Linked DNA regions of Mus musculus: regions 2, 3, 4 and 5 are each linked to region 1. A link is a contact called in public Hi-C, HiChIP or PLAC-seq and promoter capture Hi-C data. All regions are on one chromosome and are shown on one strand. Each heading gives the region's core, a stretch centred on a gene start, on an enhancer-like site or on the middle of the called end of the contact. The rest is flanking DNA. Distances are from core to core; before and after follow the strand shown.

The links. Promoter capture Hi-C pulls out the DNA fragments that hold promoters and counts their contacts. A called contact is a pair of places that touch in the nucleus more often than the background predicts. HiChIP or PLAC-seq counts read pairs in DNA pulled down with a chosen protein or histone mark.
Region 2: a contact with region 1 is called in a promoter capture Hi-C map of second pharyngeal arch cranial neural crest, with 4 times the contacts expected there. The contact joins the enhancer-like site here to the promoter of Nell1 in region 1. A contact is called at or near these places in 7 of 39 promoter capture datasets (the 3T3-L1 cell line, cranial neural crest, embryonic stem cells and 3 more), 2 of 115 datasets of contacts at active chromatin or transcription factors (embryonic forebrain and stem cell-derived neural progenitor cells) and 1 of 9 other capture datasets (embryonic stem cells).
Region 3: a contact with region 1 is called in an H3K27ac HiChIP or PLAC-seq map of SST interneurons, with 13 times the contacts expected there. The contact joins the enhancer-like site here to the promoter of Nell1 in region 1. A contact is called at or near these places in 6 of 39 promoter capture datasets (the 3T3-L1 cell line, frontonasal cranial neural crest, liver and 2 more), 2 of 484 Hi-C or Micro-C datasets (the C10 cell line and the HPC-7 cell line), 5 of 115 datasets of contacts at active chromatin or transcription factors (SST interneurons, embryonic stem cells, forebrain and 2 more) and 1 of 9 other capture datasets (embryonic stem cells).
Region 4: an H3K4me3 HiChIP or PLAC-seq map of neural tube shows a contact between it and region 1, with 5 times the contacts expected there. The contact joins the promoter of Nell1os here to the promoter of Nell1 in region 1. A contact is called at or near these places in 7 of 39 promoter capture datasets (cranial neural crest, embryonic stem cells, frontonasal cranial neural crest and 3 more), 1 of 484 Hi-C or Micro-C datasets (cortical neurons) and 4 of 115 datasets of contacts at active chromatin or transcription factors (SST interneurons, embryonic forebrain, neural tube and 1 more).
Region 5: a Hi-C map of nephron progenitors shows a contact between it and region 1, with 2.3 times the contacts expected there. The contact joins the enhancer-like site here to the promoter of Nell1 in region 1. A contact is called at or near these places in 10 of 39 promoter capture datasets (the 3T3-L1 cell line, 3T3-L1-derived adipocytes, the C10 cell line and 6 more), 1 of 484 Hi-C or Micro-C datasets (nephron progenitors), 5 of 115 datasets of contacts at active chromatin or transcription factors (SST interneurons, embryonic stem cells, forebrain and 2 more) and 1 of 9 other capture datasets (embryonic stem cells).

What each region holds. Positions count from the first base shown.
Region 1 is chr7:49,973,993-49,976,692 of GRCm38.p6, forward strand. It overlaps Nell1 (NEL-like 1), which reads left to right and starts at 1,358. Exons shown (of 20, transcript NM_001037906.2): 1 at 1,358-1,451. The coding sequence starts at 1,397.
Region 2 is chr7:50,841,474-50,844,173 of GRCm38.p6, forward strand. All of the region lies in intron 16 of Nell1 (NEL-like 1), which reads left to right. Among named protein-coding and RNA genes, the nearest start is that of 4933405O20Rik, 240 kb to the left of the region's middle. Within about 2 kb of position 1,393, at least 1 of the 459 cell types and tissues checked has an H3K27ac peak or open chromatin away from gene starts, as enhancers often do. A contact at or near this core is called in second pharyngeal arch cranial neural crest, where this site is marked.
Region 3 is chr7:50,674,248-50,676,947 of GRCm38.p6, forward strand. The region is part of intron 14 of Nell1 (NEL-like 1); the gene reads left to right. Among named protein-coding and RNA genes, the nearest start is that of 4933405O20Rik, 76 kb to the left of the region's middle. Within about 2 kb of position 1,359, at least 5 of the 459 cell types and tissues checked have an H3K27ac peak or open chromatin away from gene starts, as enhancers often do. A contact at or near this core is called in SST interneurons, where this site is marked.
Region 4 is chr7:50,574,579-50,577,278 of GRCm38.p6, forward strand. It overlaps Nell1os (NEL-like 1, opposite strand), which reads right to left and starts at 1,306. Exons shown (of 4, transcript NR_045928.1): 1 at 1,261-1,306. All of the region lies in intron 14 of Nell1 (NEL-like 1), which reads left to right.
Region 5 is chr7:50,627,997-50,630,696 of GRCm38.p6, forward strand. The region is part of intron 14 of Nell1 (NEL-like 1); the gene reads left to right. Among named protein-coding and RNA genes, the nearest start is that of 4933405O20Rik, 30 kb to the left of the region's middle. Within about 2 kb of position 1,360, at least 2 of the 459 cell types and tissues checked have an H3K27ac peak or open chromatin away from gene starts, as enhancers often do. A contact at or near this core is called in nephron progenitors, where this site is marked.

The DNA.
Region 1 (2,700 bases), core at 108-2,607:
AAGTAAAGGCCCTGGGAGCACAGAGGATGGGCAAATGCCAGAGAGAAACCCTGGAAAGAAAGCAGAGCTCTTTTGTTGAACTCTTTCCCCCCCCCCCCCTCTGGGATCTGGGAGGTTGTTATGAGTTTAAGTATCTCAGAGTAGTATTGGATGTTGGGGGAAGCTGGAGCCATAGATGGAGCCACAGGACAAGCTGGGGTGCGGGAGGCTTCGAGTCACATGGCATGAACATGTAAGCTGGAGGTACTGACCTTTCAGGTTCTGTGACTGCATCATCTCTAGATAGACTGAAGCACACAGTACAGGGACCCTAGCGGGGCGGCCCCAGTAGCAGAGGGTACACTAGACAGGAGAGACTCCTCTGCTTGTCCACTGGTCGCCAGCAAAGCCCAGCTTTTCTCTCTACAGAATGGTGTTCCAGTAGGGGTTTCCAAAGAAAGGAGAGAGAGAGAGAGAGAGAGAGAGAGAGAGAGAGAGAGAGAGAGAGAGAGAGAGACCGAGACCTAAACAGCGGGTTTTGGAGAAAACCATCCAGAAAGTCACACAACAGCCAAAAAAAAAAAAAAAAAAAAAAAAAAAAGGTTTAGAAGGTTTAGAACTTCCCCTATGTGGCAGCATTTGGCCTGTAGAACGAAGCTAGCAAACACTTCTTAAATTCGAGCCATAGATTGCTCTAAGCTCAGGGACTCCCACCTCAACACCCTCAACCAGCACTCTTAAAAGCTAGTATCCAGTCACAAGAGCCTTTGGCTGGGACTAGACAGCAAGTACAGGTGGCGGTTGGGGACTCAGGCATCATCCGTCCCCTGCCCCCTCCTCCGCCCCCACCTGCTCCTCCCCACCCACTTGCTGGAGCGAATCGGTAGTAGTTATTTCCCAAGGAGGTGCTGGGAGCACTTCTCGACACCGCCTAGGTCTGGTTCCCCTAGGGAACAAAACCCACGCACGCAGGCTGGGCGGCTTCGGACCCGGCCTGGATGAACTGTTGCAACTTGGGCAGCCCGCAGCGCGGCGCAGTGGCAGAGGCGGGGGCGTGAAGCCGTGAGGCGCGGGTAGCCGGGATCCTTGCATCTCCGGAGTCCAGGAGGCGAGCGGAATCCGCACAGACTCCCAGGGCAACCTGCGGGAGTGGCGGAGCCCCGCGCTCCCGCCCTAGCTCAGGGGGAGCGCAGCTGCAGCAGGGTTTAGGGCCCCAGCCCCGTGCCACCGCCACCCGCGGTGGAGGGTGGGCTGGGGGCGGGGCAGTCGGGGTTGCTTTCCCGGGCGCCGCCGAGCCACCTCCCCTGCCGCCCGCTAGTAAGTTTGGCCGCTTCGAGCCCACAGAGCCGCGGCTTTCTGAAGCATTGGTTTCTTGCTGGCGTTGGTGCGCCCTGCTTGGCGGGGGGCCTCCGGAGCGATGCCGATGGATGTGATTTTAGTTTTGTGGTTCTGTGTGTGCACCGCCAGGACAGGTAAGCAAGGCTGGGCATTAAGCGGGATTTGGGGGAAGGTGGTGGTGATGATAGTGCTGCTCCCGACTGCTGTAACCCGGGATTACTCTGTCTAGGAGAGACTCGGAACCTATCTCTGACGGGCTAGAGAAGGGCAGCAGAGTGCTTGGGTTCTGATTGCCCAGCACAGCTCGGGGTAAAAGCGCTAGAAAAGATGCCCGGGCGAGTGTTCTCTTCCCCGGGGACGCAGCAGCGGGCATTCAGTATGCGGGGTGCGGCCGGGTGGTCGCAGCCTTGTGTGGCTAGCAAGCAGCTTCCCGGTTCTAAGGAGTCAGAACCCGCTGCAGCGTGGCCAGAGATCCTACATCCTTGAACTTGCAGGGTGCGGTGGCCAAGGGTGTCCCCGAGCCGCGGGAGTTCCACCCGCAGAGGGAGCGCGTGCGGCAGGCAGGCGCGGCCAGAGCCGGGGGAGCCAGACGGCGCACGGGAGAGGGCTGCGAGGAAAGGGGGGACCCGCGAGCTCTTCCGTGGTTCCCACATGGCTCCCAGAGGGAACTCCAGGAGTGGTCTCCTGTCAGCTCCCTGCCCAAACAACTAAGCGAACAATTATTAGGAGGTAAATTGGACCAGTGGAGACGACAGAAGATTTTCTCAACCTCTAAACCGTGTTCCTCCTGCTGTCATCCAAGATTGTGGGGTGGGACCCGGGGCCAAGGAAACTGGCCTGATGACCAAGTCCCTATAGAATCTGCCTGCTGGAGGTGCGGTTGTGATGACCCTGAGGCGCACTCCACTCTTTCCTCTTCCACGGGGTTCCCTGACTCCGGGTCCCTGGGGTTCAAGAATGTAGCCTACTTCACCAAGCTTGCAGTAGTTGTCAGGAGGCAGGGGCGGGGTTAGGAAGGGTAGGAAGCAGATCAACAAGGCAGACAGGGGAAGAGATAGTTCTTGGTAGCCAGACATCAGATTCATTGCCCACAGACTTCGGATCCCTAGAATGGACGCATAGGCATTCCCTGTCCCCATGTCGGCGGCCCTCCAGTACCTTCATTCCCCACTCTAGAGGTTCAGTCTCCTTCCCAAGCCAGACAGCTGGTTTACGTTTAGAGGACTGAGGAACACACCCCTTCTTTAGTCGACTTAAAAAGTTCCCATCCCTTATGCCCCAGACTCCCCACTTTGGCAGGCAGTTAGGGGTCTGTGAGCTTCTAGCCTCCCCTCCCTTACTTCCCAGGACCGAAGTGGACTAAGGTTTTCCTTTGCCTAATCC
Region 2 (2,700 bases), core at 143-2,642, 870 kb after region 1:
TGCTCAGCCTGCTCGAAAGAGTCTTTTCAAGAGGGCTAAGGCAGAGACCGAAAAGATGACCCTGGACAAACATTGAAATCTTCCAATGACATGCAATATGGCCAATAATGAAGGCATGCCCCGTTTTTTCTCCTCTTGCTTGCGACATGCTCTGTGACAGTTAGGTGATCTGAGTCTCTTACTATGCTTGGTGATACCTTCCAATGTGTTATGTATGTCAGCCTCATTCTTAATAGTATGTGCTCTAAGGCAGAGCTTCCAGCTAAATGTGGAAAAGCAGAATATAAGCTCACATAGCTAGGAAGCCTTATTCTAGTCCTGAAGTTAACTGTGCAGCTTAATGGCTTGTAAGCCCTTTGCTTTGCAAGATGTAGGAGCCCCTGTTTTTCTCTGCATTTTATCAGAATTATTCTGCTGATGTGCACTATATGTTCCTTTTCCCATTATCTTTCTGCCATCATAAAAAGAGGTAGTACCATTGTAGCTGTGGGGAGGCCCCTGTGCTCTATCCTATCTATTACTAATAACCCCCCCTAGCTCTGTTCTCATTTCTGAGCCACTCATGTTTTCCAAGTCAGAACCCACACAGCTGGATGTTAAAACTCCGGGTTAAATGTCCTTTTCTGACACATCACCTGTTTTGAATCTGATATGCTGCAAAAGTCATTCAAGATGGAGAAATACGAGATAATCAAAAAGTTCATTTTCTTGGCCCACTACTCACCTTTGGGAAAGGGGTTTGTTTTGCGTTCTGAGATCAACCTGTAGCAGCTTCAGCTCCTCAGGCAAGCACTGATACAGTTTGTTTTTTTTTTTTTTTTTTATGGCATTAAGATTCCTGCAAAGCCATTTTTTTTTCCTCTCGGCGGAGTAGGGAAATTGTTTGGGGCTAAGTTGGGAATGGTTTGATTGCCTCTGATATAAACATCTCTGAAGTATATTTTTTCCATGGCCAAGTAACCTCACAACCTCAAATCAAGGAAGGAATCAGACAGACTGTGTGCAGCTAGACTTCTCTTAAAGTGAAATTGAGTATGGTAATCACAGCTTTCAGAATTTGTGAAAATACCAATGTAAGAAAATTAGCTCTAATGCAAGTTTAGCCATGAAATCTTATTGAGAAAAGTCTTATTCAAGTATGGAGCATTTAAATAATAAACATATAAGGGGAAACACAAAGAAATCACAGAAAACTAGTATTTACAATGAGTAAAACAGGGCTGCTGTAATGACTCTGGATTTGAGCATGAAATGCTTTGGTTGATTTCTGTGCATTGTCTCTTGTCAGACTGTGAGCTTGTCTGATGATTTGCAGAAGTCTCTTGGGAGAGTATCTTTGCACTTGCTCAACAGAGAACAACAATTGCAATATGTAAATAGGGTGTCTCTTCCTTTTGGATGCCTTGGGATATGTGTAATAGATTAAGTTGGCTTTGTGCAGAGCAAACAGGTCTGTTACCAAGAATATGAATAATGTCAGTTTCCATAATTGCTAACATCTGGCTTTCCACAAATCTGTTAAATTTCATGGAAGTAGAATTAGGTTTCTGTGTCATAAGTAAAGCAATTACATGCAACTCTGTAGGCAACACAGCTCTGTATTGACTTTGAAGTCCTTCCCTTCTGTAGTGAACATTTGGGTTTTACACTTTGTTTTTATTATGGACAGGAGGTTTGCTTGCCATTGTGTTCTTTTTTTGTGAAGGGAAAGGGTTGCTAATGTCTTTGCCATTTTGTAAACTTGAAATAGCCAAATACTAAGCTATCATTTCAGGAGTGGGAATTAACATTTTAGGGTGGGAATTAACTGCCAATTTTGAGAATATTTTAGAGAGAGCAAAACTTGGTAATGATTTGGTGGAAATTACATTTTTAGACAGTTCCTAGATAGGTTTATTAAGTGGTCCCCTTGGCCTCTTTCCTAAAAAAATGATAGAAAAATGAAGTTGTTTTGGGGGACCATGAGATTTTCCTTCCTGTTTCACTGTGACTACCTTTTTATGTTTCTTCTATTTTACATTAGAATCAAGGATATCTCAGACTATGAATTAGTAAGAAAAAATTTTCCTTGAGGGCAAACTATTGGTTAGTCCTTGTGCTTGCTGAACACTCTAAAAACAAAATTTCATCAATATAAAGAATATATTTTTGTAAATTTCATGAATTTATATGAATTTATGTATTACATGAAGTTATATAAATAGATTGTCTAAGATGTTTTCTGCCATCTGGGGCACTGGGAAGAGTGAGCAATAAAGTGCCAGTTCTGCCCTCACTGCCCATAGTGATGTACACATCAACTGATGGCCGCTGGGGGCGAGAGAGTCAGTTTTCTCCTTTGAATGTGCCTCCAGGAGATAGATGGTCCTACACCCGGGCACTGACTGCCAGAACCCAGTGGATTCAGTAGGTTTAAAAAAGAGAATACATGAAGTTGGAAGGGAAAATGTTTCAGAGCGATGGGAAGAGTTTGTAAGAAGTGGGGATTTAATTTAATCAAAATATAGTGTATTCTCACTTGAAATAAAAGATGAATTTAAAATAATACTATAACTCAGAATAGGTTATAAAGATAGTGTTTCTCTATTTCCCTTTTACAGAGGAGGATAAATAAAACTGAAGACATTTTAAAAATGTCAGATGGAAACCTATTACTATAGAAGTTGCCTACAATATATTCAGCACATATTTAAAGAGTTA
Region 3 (2,700 bases), core at 109-2,608, 700 kb after region 1:
TATAGCTTAGTCTATATTTTATTTTTGTTCACATGTATGTTTATATCACATCTGTGCTTAGTCAGAGGTCAGAGATGACATTGGTTGCATGGGTCTGTAGTTATGGATGGTTATAAACCACCAAATTGATTCTGGACCCAAACTCAGGTCTTCTGGAAGAGCAGCAAGTGCTTTTGACCACTGAGCAAACTCTCCAGACCCACGCTTTTTCCTTTCTTAACAACGAAGCAGTTAGTTGGTATTTGGGTTTGTGGTGTGTGTAAAGTATGCCATATATCCCTCTGTTCTATACCATCATGGCTAGAAACAGTCAAAGACAATATGAAAATTAGAAAGCTTAGCAAGCTTGCAACTAAACTTTCCTTACAAAAGTAAATGGCAAGAAAGATGTGTCTATTCATCATAGCTTCTCATCCCTTTACTAAGGTTTTATGGTGGTAATTACGCCTTATGTTTCTCTGTGACTGCAGTACCTGGATTTGTGCTTGAGCTGAAAGAGAGTATCAAATTCAAGACCCAAGATAGAGTTCAATGTATAATAATGTAAGTGAAACTAGGAGGCTATCAGGTGTGCAACACTATCTCAGGCAAGGCAATTAATCTAGTCTTTACTCTTGCTTGTGTTTAAAATACAATCTAGTTGACACCAACCATTTCCAGTTTGGTGTCTTATAGGTGTGCTGCATTGGAGGGTCAGAAGCAAGTCGCTACATATTGAATTCATAGGTCACATTCAAACACAGGCTACTTACTCCACTTGAGCAGCTGAGGTTCCTTGCTCTTTCCTTGGATGTCCCATTGCTCTTGGGTCTTTCAGCTATCCTTGAAACCAGTCTCAGCATCACCTGTGGCCTGTTTATTGAAAGTTTTGTAACTAAGTACAGTAATAGAAAATTTCAATCAATACTCAATTGTAGCAGGAGTCAGTGGAGAAATTTCAAGGCAGCTATAGCGTGCTGAGATAACTTGGTGTCACTGAGAAAGCAGACAGTGGAGAGCAGCATTAATTGAGTGCCATCAATCGTATGTGTGGGCACTGGGCATTGATGTAGAAGCAAGGGCATTGTTTGGTGTGTCTTTGGATGTGTAAAGCCACGCAGCAAGCACACCTGAAAGCAGCTTAGTCTAGGCATCTACCTTCCATCACTTCAAAAGCTCAGCACTCTCCTCTATGCATCTTTCTTAAAAGAAAGAGCAATAATGGTTAGTACCAAGAGGGAACATAGCTAACAGAAACATTAGCAATCAAGAGACAAAATTCAAACAGTAGCCAGCATACTTACTCAGCACTGTGTGTGTGAGCTGGCTGACACAGAGAGTACCCATTTCCCCATCTACAGAGGAGGTAATGCCTGGCTTTCTCATCACAGCTTTTTGATGAAGTTCAGGCAATTCTTGTCTCTGAAAATGCTGAGCAGTGACGGTTGTTGTTTTATGAAAGCCTCAATTATTCTGACTTCTCTAGGGAATGATGTGTCAGCCCCAACTGAGATGTTTCCTTGCAATTTAATCTGGTAAAGTGCCAGAGTTTTAATTTTAACATTTTTTATTGAACTCTTTCTCAAAGAACACACAATGAACTCACTGCTTTATTAGACTGAATAGTTGATAAAATTTTAACCCATTCGTAGGCCAGAGCTTTAGAGGCATGTTTCTGTCATCCATGTTGTAGACACAGATACTTTTGGTTCTGGGATGCAAGTGTGATGCATCTCAAGCCTCAGCAACAATGTAGCTTTTTATCCTAGAACAATTCCTAGTTGTGACTTTCTAAATGCTGGTGATTTTTTCACTTTCCCGAAAGAAAGCCAGAGACGTAGCAAATGACTGAAATTATAATTACCGTAGAAGGAAAAGAGATATTTTATTCCACTTTTTGTTTGCTTGATGTCCAGTGGAATGACATGGAGAATGTCAAGGCACAAGTGTAGAGGACATAGGACAACTTACATGAGTCAGTTCTCTGCTTCCATCATAGTCCGGGAATTGAACTAAGGCCATTGGTTTGGGCAGCATGTGCTCTTACCTGCTAAGCCATATTGCTGGCCTGAGCAGAGATATTTGAAAGAGAAATGTGTGTTCCTCCTTTTGACAAGCCTCCAGGATATTGGTGTGAGAAATTGTAGCATTACTTCATTGTGTACACCTGGTTAGCAAGCACAGTTGAGCTGAACTTAATATTGAGAAAATGTAAAATTAAAATGCCCACCCCCCCCAAGAGTTTCATGGTGCAATAAAGGAATGACTGAAGATCTGTGCTCAGTCAGAGGAGACACTTACCTGCCAGCAAACAGTCACGTGGTTCTGACTATCATATCAGATAATGCTGCAGGACACACTAAAGTTGAACTGATGATGATGGATAAATGAAGCACTGACCAGGACTGCTTAGCTACACATAACTTTTGCTATCTAAACCTAAAACTTCCTGTTAGAATTGGAAGACAGACAAGGATATAGGACATGTTGACATAAGCATCTTTCCAGTGTGGTCATATTGAATAAATATCCTTTCTGGTTTTTTTTCCCACTATTACTGCCTGAATTGGTATCCTGGAGAAGAGGGTCAAGCTTAGTCTGTTAGAGCTGCAGAGCACAGGCTCTGACCCTAAATCCTACAATGATAAAATGTCACAGTTGGAAGTAATACTCAACACAATTGATTCTTAGAAGATGTGATACTTTGAGGGCTTAAGGACA
Region 4 (2,700 bases), core at 56-2,555, 600 kb after region 1:
AAAAATAGTAAAAATGAATCTCAGAGAAGCAGCCAGTGATGCATATGTATTGGGTCAGGTTGTATACAGAGAATAAAAACACTTCTTTGCTTTGATCATGTTTAAGGCAAGATTAGAATTGTACCCTGGAGCTTATGTCTCTAGCTGCATATGTATCAAAAGATGGCCTAGTCGGCCATTACTGGAAAGAGAGGCCCATTGTACATGCAAACTTTATATGCCCCAGTACAGGGGAACGCCAGGGCCAAAAAGTGGGAGTGGGTGGGTAGGGGAGTGGCGGGGAGGGTATGGGGGACTTTTGGTATAGCATTGGAAATGTAAATGAGGAAAATACCTAATAAAAAATAAAAAAAGAATTATTAAAAAAATAAAGAACTATTACCCCTTCTTTTTTTTTCCCTTCCCTTCCCTTTCCTTCCCTTTCCTTCCCTTCCCTTCCCTTCCCTTCCCTTCCCTTCCCTTCCCTTTTCCCTTCCCTTTTCCCTTCCCTTTTCCCTTCCCTTTTCCCTTCCCTTTTCCCTTTTCCCTTTTCCCTTTTCCCTTCCCTTTTCCCTTCCCTTTTCCCTTCCCTTTTCCCTTCCCTTTTCCCTTTTCCCTTCCCTTTTCCCTTCCCTTTTCCCTTCCCTTTTCCCTTCCCTTTTCCCTTCCCTTTTCCCTTCCCTTTTCCCTTCCCTTTTCCCTTCCCTTTTCCCTTCCCTTTTCCCTTCCCTTTTCCCTTCCCTTTTCCCTTCCCTTTTCCCTTCCCTTTTCCCTTCCCTTTTCCCTTCCCTTTTCCCTTCCCTTTTCCCTTCCCTTCCCTTCCCTTCCCTTCCCTTCCCTTCCCTTCCCTTCCCTTCCCGTTTTCCTTTTCCTTTTTCCTTTTCCTTTTTCCTTTTCCTTTTTCCTTTTCCTTTTTCCCTTTCCTTTCCTTTCCTTTCCTTTCCTTTCCTTTCCTTTCCTTTCCTTTCCTTTCCTTTCCTTTTCTTTCTTTCTTTTCTTTTTGAGATAGGATTTCTACAGAGCCCTGGCTGTCCTGAAAACCACTGTTTAGACGATCTGGCCTAGCACTCACAGAAATCCATCTGCCTCTGTCTCCATCTCCTGGGTGGTAAGTTTCAAGGTTTGAATCACCACACCTGCAGTGTTCTATTAACTTTTAATGAATGAACAAATACCTATGTCCTCCCGTACTTCACAGGCACACATACATTTTATTTTAATGCTAGATATAGCATGGGTAAGGTCTTATCAAATTCAATGTGAGCCAGAGATAGGTGCTACCTTCAGGTCTGTCCCATAAGCCACCTGAGCACGACCTGCTACTGTTGTCTGTCTCTCTGCTGTTGGAGGGATGCAGCTGAGAAAGGGATGCAGCTGCTGACAACCTTGAACAGGTGAGCTTCCTTGCGAAGCCACTCTGTAGCCACACCCGGTGAACAATGGAAACCATGGGAACAGGTTATTGGGTATCTGTTAGAACTCTATCATTTTCTATCAGATTCACACATGCTGCCTTACCTATCACTGTTTTGAGTAGGAGCCGAGAGTTAAGTGGCTAGGTGTCTAGGATGAATGCTGTTCTTGGGTCTACAAACATATTATTCTTTTTACTATTATCTTAGTCAGGTTGATTGATTCAGGTCTCTATTCAGGCAGCAAAACATGGTGATAGAATTATTATTAAAGTATCTCTTACATTCTAAGAGAGAGAAAGTTTTTCTGGATCTCAAAAAGACTTAAGACTGCCTACTCTGCTCTTTCTTTAACCTGTCTTTAAGAGAACAAAGAGCTAGCCAGCCTTCCCTGCTTTGATCTCTCAGGTTTCGGCTCTTAAAACCTAATTTAATATATAGCTTTAATTTTGAGTCATGTATTTTTTCCTTGCCCCTGACCTTAAGTAATGCATGTGTGTTGTGCATAGTGGTAAATAAATGCTCGAAACAGCAAATATGTTAAAAGCAATCTTATAAAACTAATATCCACCATAAACACTGGAAGCACTATTTGGATATTGCCTTATAACCTCTGTTTTTTTATCTTGGTCAGATGGGGTCAATTGAAGTCAGTAACTTAATCCCTTTGGAAACTCTATTAAATATTTCTATAAAGTAGCTCTCATTCCTCCGCCTTGTGATACTTTCTATGTTGTCCAATAAAAAAGTGAGCAAAGGCCATTGTTAAGGACAGATTAATGAGACTTTATTCAGGTAGACCCAGATTCACAACAGAGTACAGATAGACCAGAAACCACAGCTTCAGAGAGATAGAGTGGTAAAGAATTCAGATCTGAGTTTATTCTTAGCCACACTACTCTCAGAAGGAAGTTTTTGATTTCTTGTCTGAATATGACACCAACACATATTGGTGACTCTGTTTTTAATCACTAATTCATTTAGCCAAATACAGCAAAGGAGAAACTGAGTAATATTTACATATAGTATACAACTCCAAACATAATCTGGGAGTCCTGCTCACTGCCCACTTCCTTCAGTAGAATATTAGGATAATTAAGACTGGTCATTCCACACTGTTGTCTCAATTACCTGCCTTCAAGTTTTTGCTTCATTTAATATCAAATATGTCCATGAATTTCTGTATTTCAACTCACAGCATATTCTGTTTGCTTTCTGAAATAGAGTTAGCTGTGTGCATGACAGCATTCTCCAGGTTCTGGTAATTGTCACTTAAATCCCCATTCTGAAAATGTGACATCTTCCAACT
Region 5 (2,700 bases), core at 110-2,609, 650 kb after region 1:
TAAATTTGGTGCTATTGTTAGGTAAAAGCAAATTCAGATAACAAGAAAAAGAAGAGGGCATGTTTTTCTTTTCCTCCTATTTAAAATTTATTCTACAGATTCCCAAGCACACAGACCCATCAAAATTTATAGGCACACACAGCTAGAATACCTCTTTCCCAGTAAGAGCTCTGCTTCACAATGTCTATAATTTTAAACATACCACATATTGGTTTCTTCCTAGACTCTTGGTTCTAAACATGCAACATTAATTTGGGGGCAATGAACTGTGACCTTGAACGTGGACCCTGGTCAGGTTTTGTGATCTGTGCTACAGGGAAGGGTAGAAACACATCTCTCACACTTATTCAAATTAGAAGGCATTCTTTCAATGGAGTGCTCAATAGTGAGCCTCCATTCTAAGAAAGAAAATTCAACTATACTTCAATAAGAAATGAGATAAAGCTTTCATTGGAGAGTATGAAACTAAGTTCATTTTATACTCAGAATTCATTAAAAATTATGGAGTATGATTCTCTAGTCTTATGTCTTCCCAGAAACATTGAGCCATTTGTCATGTTAGAAGATAGACTACGTGAAAAGCCTAAATGAGACACAATTCTAAGGAAGCGTTACTATACTCTGATTGTGTGAAGTCCTAGAGCTCCTCCAGGCTAGGACACTGGCTTTGATGCTGACTATCAGATGGTTTTAGTGAGTCATTCAATGGCTCTGTCCATCAGTCCATACATCTCTGAGTGTATTGTGAAGCATAACAGAAGTGTAGGCATGCCAAGGAGAGCACAGTCGATCCTACTAGGAAGTTATTAAAGACACCAGTGTTGACACATAGAATATGCACTAAATTAAATGAGGCGGATTTGGAATCTGATCTCTGAGCCAAGATATCACAAAATTAAGCTGCAGATAATGAGAGGAGATTAAGCCTCAAAGTTTCCCCCTGAGGATATTAATAGACAACGAGGATGAGGATGTGGAAGTGTCTATGGCCTCTATGACCTTGCATTTCTTAGACTTGAAGAACAAACAGGTGTGGGAGGAGCATCTGTTTTCTCTGTGGGGTAGCAACTGGCTCAGATTTTCTTACTGCAGAGTACACCGATTCAATTACAAGATTATAATGAGTTAGTTTTAGGAAGATGTTTTCCCAGGGATCATTGAGCTGTATTTTCTTCTTTACTTCCTCTAAGCATTTAATTTCACTTCTTCCTCTTCTCCAGTTCCCTAGCAGTCTCTCAAACTTCCTTTGAAATTTATCTAGCAATGGGAAGTCATTTTACGGCACTATCTTGTGACAGCATCCTAAGCTGCTGATATTATTTCTAATTATACACACAGTAAAGGGTTTAATTTCCTCCTTGAACCTCTTAGGCACAGTATGTCTAACAGGTTTGTTTTGATCATCCCATGGGGTTGATGTCACCGTACAGGAATCTCATCAAAAGAAAAAGGACTTTAGAGCAAGCAGGCCCTAAAATGCCTTGAAAGAAAAGAAAGTTCCCGGGGTGTTAGCTTAGATATCACATTAGACACTGTAAGCTTTTGTTTGGGTTTTACCTTTGTTCTGTCACACTAGTATAATACCCTATTTTGCTGAAGGTAAATATTCTCAATCAAGGTCATGCAGTAAGCCAATTGGCAGGATCATTTTTGATTCCAGTCCAAACTACAGAAATGTCTTTAGCACTTTATACTACCTCTTAAAAGCCTAAAAATTACTTCTCATGCTCATTTCCTGGTGTGAAAGAGGCTGTCCATCATTTCTCACAGTGATTTCAGAAGCATTTGACCTTCTTCTCAACATCACCCAAACTCTACCTCAGCAATAAGACTAGAGATTATGTGCAGATAAATGTTTCTTCAGGAACAATTGGCCTTCAGCCCTTCATAATTTGATTGGATTGGGAGTGTTTAGAAGATATTAGTCTTCCATATAAAGAACCAACTTTGATCTGTGGCTAATTCGGTATTTGAATGTTGCTTATAGGTTTTCAGAAGCAGATTTGGCACTTATTAAGAAGATATTTTAACAGATATAAGCAGGAAGAAAGAGGGAAAAATAGGAAGAGGAAGAGAGTTGAGGAGGAAGGGAGAGTAAGAGACAGAAAGACAAAGAGAGCTAGCAAGCACAGAGACAAGACTTTTCATGCCTATACAAAACTAGTAAATAGCAGAGCTGAAGTTCAAATTCAAAACTTTCTATACCCTAAATATGTGTAGACTAGTATTCTCAATGTAGACTAGTGTCCAGGCATGCTCATAATTACACCATGACATTGGCAAATAATAACATTTGTTCAAATAATAACATAGGCTCCAATCAGCAAGCAGTTCCAGTGTAAACTGTTGTGCCAGGCATTGTGGAAAACAATTCCTACAGATAACTTGAGATTGTGACAAAATGCCTTGCTTCTGCCCATTTCTTGTATATAGTATAGTGTATATAAGCATACATGATTTCAAATAAGACCATAGTCCACACTATGAAAGAATGTTGGGTATCATGTCATGTGTGATTTTAAACTTAGCCTCATTCAATGTTTCCTGGAAAATAGTCATAGATTGAACTCAGGTGTCAGAATCAGCCAACGTGTCTTCTAATTATTCTGGGGACCGATGTCTTATGATAGGAACTTAATATAGAACAGTGGCTTAGGACATTTATCATTAAGTGGATGATGGTAGCATAGCCTATATGTA